Regions from separate parts of the Mus musculus genome. Here region 2 is linked to region 1. The links are chromatin contacts, called in public promoter capture Hi-C maps. All regions are on one chromosome and are shown on one strand. Each heading gives the region's core, a stretch centred on a gene start, on an enhancer-like site or on the middle of the called end of the contact. The rest is flanking DNA. Distances are from core to core; before and after follow the strand shown. Region 1 holds the start of Pan3 (PAN3 poly(A) specific ribonuclease subunit). Region 2 overlaps Gm35541 (a long non-coding RNA gene).

Evidence for each region. Promoter capture Hi-C pulls out the DNA fragments that hold promoters and counts their contacts.
Region 2: a promoter capture Hi-C map of 3T3-L1-derived adipocytes shows a contact between it and region 1, with 2.2 times the contacts expected there. The contact joins the enhancer-like site here to the promoter of Pan3 in region 1. A contact is called at or near these places in 4 of 39 promoter capture datasets (the 3T3-L1 cell line, 3T3-L1-derived adipocytes, the HPC-7 cell line and 1 more), 1 of 484 Hi-C or Micro-C datasets (bone marrow-derived DN2 thymocytes), 2 of 115 datasets of contacts at active chromatin or transcription factors (bone marrow-derived macrophages and stem cell-derived neural progenitor cells) and 1 of 9 other capture datasets (liver).

What each region holds. Positions count from the first base shown.
Region 1 is chr5:147,428,807-147,431,524 of GRCm38.p6, forward strand. It overlaps Pan3 (PAN3 poly(A) specific ribonuclease subunit), which reads left to right and starts at 1,350. Exons shown (of 19, transcript NM_028291.5): 1 at 1,350-2,203. The coding sequence starts at 1,774.
Region 2 is chr5:147,746,902-147,749,619 of GRCm38.p6, forward strand. The region is part of intron 1 of Gm35541 (a long non-coding RNA gene); the gene reads right to left. Among named protein-coding and RNA genes, the nearest start is that of Gm35541, 4.9 kb to the right of the region's middle. Within about 2 kb of position 1,395, at least 75 of the 459 cell types and tissues checked have an H3K27ac peak or open chromatin away from gene starts, as enhancers often do. A contact at or near this core is called in 3T3-L1-derived adipocytes, bone marrow-derived macrophages, liver and 1 more, where this site is marked.

The DNA.
Region 1 (2,718 bases), core at 100-2,599:
CAATAAAAAGCAAGTGCTAGATTGAATTCTTCCCAAACACGGGACATTTTTATGAACCACTTCGCTCATTATGAAGTGGATACTTACTTAATCTCAAATGTACAAAGGAGACACAGAGAAGCAAGCAGGTTCCAAAGGCAGGTCTGAATTCAAGGATGCTGTAAACACTCTCCCCACTCCCCAACAGTTCTCAGTAGGAGTTCAACTCTTTAAATCCCCTCTAACAGCTGATGTTAACACTAGACACTAATTCACATCTTATGCCTCATTAGCCGGAGGATAAATAAGCCCTCTGAATTCAGGTCCGACTGCATCTGGTTAACTTTTGCATCCCCAGCTCCTTGGGAACATGTAATTAACATTAACAAATACCTGTTGGATATTTAAATGAGTGAACACTGCGTCCACGCAGAGATAGCAGCTTAGAATTTCCCTGGGCAGCATCACTAGGCTTACCAGATTGGGATCTATATAGCATGCATCTCAACCTCACCCTTTTGGCAGTGTGAAACTTTATATATTCTTTTGTGACTTCGTCAGGCTGCCACGATTCCTTAAATGCTGCCCACACCCGTCCTTTTCATAACAGGGATTTGTCTTTTGAGAAAATCTTTTAGAGAAGATTTCTAAAACCCTAATATCAATTTTTCACTTCACTGCGGTTCAATTGTCTTCACGCCTCTCCCCTTTAAAAAAAGGTGGTGGTGGGGGGAGCAAATTGGAAATCAATGAGGGGAAAACTTTTTTTTAAAAAGTGAATTTCGAATGCAGAGTAGGAAAACATTCCAGCACATTTGGAATTGGGTCTTCCCGTGCTGCCAAGGTAGCACTGTCCCAGGTGGCACCTTTGAGAGAAAAAAATCCCGAGGGCCATCAAAGCGGAGGAAACAGGTGCTGCTCTAAGCAGGGGTTTGGTGGCATCCAGGGTTCTGGCTCCATCTTTTGACAAAGAGCCCAGAAGCTAAGGCTATCTGGCCAGTAGTCCATCACCTTCGAGGGGGAGGATTTAAAAAAAAAAAACAAAAAAAAAAAAACAAAGGCTAGAGGGGTGGCGGAGCACAGGGAAAGGGAGAGGAAACGTGACAAACGGAAGCAAACTCTCCTCTCCGGGGAGCGAGGTTGGGCTGCGTCCCCTTCCAAGGACCTGAGACGGACTGTCATTTTGTGTTTTCCCCTCCAAGCGGACTACCACCGGGTCTCGTGAGAGCCTCGGCGCCGCCGCCGTGGGGAAGGCCTCCCTCCGAGGGCTCGGGCTGAAGCAACCGCCTCCGGTCAGCTCGCGGACGCCCCGTGGGGGCCACGCCTGCGGTCCCCCACCCCCGGGCCAGGCCTCCTACCCACAAGGCCCCGCGCCACTCGCGCAGGCGCAGAGGCGGCGAGCGTCTCAGGAAGAGGAAAATGGCATAAACAAGTCGGGAGGACCCGGAGCGCGAGCCGACGAGCGAGCGGAGGGCAAGAGTTTAAAAACAAACCGGCGGCTCCCTCCCGCCGTGCCTTTGCCCCACAGCTTCCGGTCGCCGCCGCCTCAGGGTCGTTTCTCCCCGCAGCCCCGGCCGCGCGCCCACCGCGGCGTCCCGCGCGGCCCCTTTAAGGACAGCGGAGAGGGAGAGGGAGAATCCCTGCTCGCCGCCCGCCCGCCCTTCCCCCTCCCCGGGCGGCTCCGGCTCCCTCAGCGGGGCCCAACCCGCCCGCCCGGCTTCCATCCGGCTCCGGCGGCGGCTCCTTCCCGCCCTCGTCTATGGTGGCGGCGGGGGACGCGGCTGCGGCGTGGCCATGAACAGTGGCGGCGGCGGTGGCCTCCCGCCGCCCTCGGCCGCTGCCTCGCCGTCGTCGTCCTCGCTGGCGGCGGCCGTGGCGGTGGCGGTGGCGGCCTCGTCGGGCGTCGGGGGCGTCCCCGGCGGGCCGGCGGCGGCGGCGGGCGTGAAGCTCAAGTACTGCCGCTACTACGCCAAGGACAAGACGTGCTTCTACGGCGAGGAGTGTCAGTTCCTGCACGAGGACCCAGCCGCCGGCGCGGCCCCGGGGCTTGGCCTCCATAGCAACAGCGTCCCGCTGGCGCTAGCGGCCGCGGCCGGGGCCGCCTTTCCTCCGGGAGCGCTCCCGGGCGGGGGAGCGGGGCCGCCCGCGGGGCCCAAGAAGCCGGAGCTGGGCGTCCCGGGGGCGGCGACCGCGGGCGGCGGACTCGATGGCCCGCGGGTGGCGAGTAAGTGAGGCCCGGGCGGGGTGGTGCGGTGCGGGGTTGGTGCGGTCCGGGCGCGGGGAGGAGGCCTGAGCCTGCCCGCTTCCCCTCACCTCCGGGCCGCAGGAGAGGCCTAGGCCCTGCGCAGCCCTCCTTCCTTCTTCCTGTTTCCTCTCTGGGCTCCGCCGCTCGGGGCAAACCCCGGAGCTAGGGGAGGCGGGTTCCCGGGAGCGTGGGTGGACGGACGGTCGTGGTGTAATTGGGGTGGGGTGGGGGGCGCTGGGAGTGGGGTGCGGGGAGCAGGGGGGATGGGCTGCGGAGTGGAAGCAAGGGGGTGTCGCTTCCGGGTTTGTGTGTGTGTGTGTGTGTGTGTGTGTGCGCGCGCGCGCGCGTGTGCGTGGAAAGGGGCTGGGTCTGCGAGCACATGTGTCGGTGCGTGCTCGCGTGGAGCGCGGGCTGCCGAAAGTTGCCGGCTGGGAACTCCTTCTAAAGGATGTCCGGGGCCAGGGGTGGGGGTGCGGGGAGGAGAGGTGTATGAA
Region 2 (2,718 bases), core at 145-2,644, 320 kb after region 1:
AAGAGTCCCTGTGTTAACAATTTCATCTGGAGCCAGGGACCATGAGGTACACACTAGAGACTGAGGCAGGAGGAAGAACTGCTAGTTCTAGGGCAGCCTTGCTTATATACCAAGATATTACAAATCTGCCTTAAAAAGCAGAAGCTCAAGGCTGGAAAGATGGCTCAGTGGTTAAGAGCATTGGCTGCTCTTCCAGAGGTCCTGAGTTCAATTCCCAGCAACCACATGGTGGCTCACAACCATCTGTAATGGGACCCGATGCCCTCTTCTGGTGTGTCTGAATAGAGTACATATATATATATACACACACACACATATTCTTTCAAAAACAAAACAAAAAGCAGGACTTCAAACCAAAAACCTACAGTCTCATGTTTTATATGCATAATTTATTTGCTTATAGATAAAGTATCCTCTTGGACTTACCAGGTTTTGTGGAAGAATTTGGGCATTTAAATGGGGCTGGTAAGATGGGCCAGCAGATAAAGCCTGAGGGGCTTAGGTTTTTGTTTTGTTTTGTTTTTCCAGATTTATTTATTTATTTTATGCATATGAGCACTCTGTCTGCATGTCAGAAGAGGGCATTAGATCCCATTACATATGGTTGTGAGCCACCATGTAGTTGCTGGGAATTGAACTCAGGACCTCTGGAAGAGCAGCCAGTGCTCTTAACCATTGAGACATTTCTCCTGCCCCAGGAACTTAGTTCTTAAAAGAGAGAACCGACCCCACAAAGCTGTCCTCTGGCTTCCTCTTGTGTATGATGACACAGTGATAAGAAACACAATTTTAAAAATCAAATAAAAATCCAAGATGGATAGCTTAGTGGGAGAGTGCTTGCCCGGCTAGCATGCACACAGCCCTGGATTTGGTCTCCATAACTGCAAAAGTAAAGAAATAAAAATAAATCAATTAAATATTTCAATCGAATGTGCTCACCGGGTTCAAACGCGTCAGTTAAATTGTGAACAGGGCCCATAGAATAAAACCAAGCTATGTGAACCTGCAAGGCCATCTCACATTTTGTGTCCTGTGACTCATGTCAATATTTTTTAAGACATTCATAATAAATACGATCCTTCCATTTTATTTTCACGTAGACTTATCTCCTTTTGCAAAGGTTTGAGCGCTGAGCGTAAGCTTCAACTGAAGAAGAAAGCCCCAGCAACTGAGCAGAGTCGTGGCCGTGGCTGGGGGAAGCCCCTATTGAGGATGCTCGGGCTGCAGAGGCGTCCACAGGAGACCGCAATCATTGGCGCAAGCCCTGGAAACTCATCAACAATGAGAACAGGAACCTGAGCTGAAGGATTTGTGACAACGTGGGCAGAACAGAACAGTGAGAATTTGGGTGGACAGATTTCATAAGAAACTATTAAGCAAGAGGTGTCTGACTAAGCTGGCAACCCAGCCCCAGAAACAGAACAGACCTGGCGACCGTCCTAGGAGGCAGGCTGGAGGCAGGGAGTCAGCTGGATCCAAATCGGGAACAGAGTGGGGGAGGGGCGGCGAGCAGAGCCCGGAAGACCCCAAGGTCCACGGGACATTTTGTCGTCAAGTCTTGGAGTTAAGTGGCCTAGTTCATTACACTTACTTCTGACTGGAGGCAAGGAACAGCTTTGCTGATGGTTGCAAGGGGGCAAGAAGAAAATAATTGACCAATAATTCACCTAAGTGAGCCAAGCAGGCACTAAAAGGCAAAGTGCCATTCAGCCGCTCAGCATCCAGTCTGCTGCGGGGAACGACACAAGCTGAAAGTTTTCACTGATGCCCCAGGAAAACACGGAGCCCCTGGCTCACTCTATTGAAATCCTGGTTAATGCTTTTGTGAGCAAGAAGACTGCGGGAAGCAGCCTGCAAACAGCTATCATGGGAAGCAGAGATGCTCGCAGGGAGTAGGAACAGGTGGAGACTTGGGAGTTGGGGCTACCAGGTCCAGATGAAGAACCATGGTGGATTCGAACCTTCCCCTGTTCATGCCTAGCTCTTCCCGGGTCTTTTCTAAGGTTCCTTTTCCTGTTAATTCACACCTAGTTCAGGGCAAACAGTTAAGGGTTGAGGAGGGGGGGGGGGAGTGCTCACTCTATAGGCTTGGGGGAGCAACCTGCTCTGTGCGATAATCATTTGTCTAGGGCAGATATTTGCAAACCTCTGCTGAGCATCGGGACCTGAACTAGAAGACACCTGCAGTAGCTGCCGCTTCTCCACCCGCCTTACACACCACAGAACGTCATTGGCGCTCTGAGTTTCAATTAATGGGCTGAATGGATGACCTTTGACCTTTGGAATTTTATTTTATTTTATTTTTTTGCCTTGTTGCCAGTTTACTCATGTTTATCTCCATCAGACCCTACATACAAGGTGTTCCTTTAAGGATCATTTTCTTGTTGGGTTATATAAATAATTGAGGAGCCGGAGAGATGGCTCCACAGTTAAAAGAGCTTGCTGTTCTTGCAGAAGACCCAGGTTCAGTTCCCAGCATCCACATGGCATCTCTGAACTGTCTGTAACTCCAGTTCCAGGGCACCAGGCACACATGTGGTACATTGACACACATCAGGAAAACACTCATACATATAAAAAATACTTAAAACAAACTAAATAGTCATAAATGCTTCAACAGGTTGGGTGCAGAATGGCACACTATGTCTAAAAGCCAGTATGACTCTTAATTCTTAGGGGTAGCAAGGGATTTTTCTTTTTCTTAAAATTAATATATTT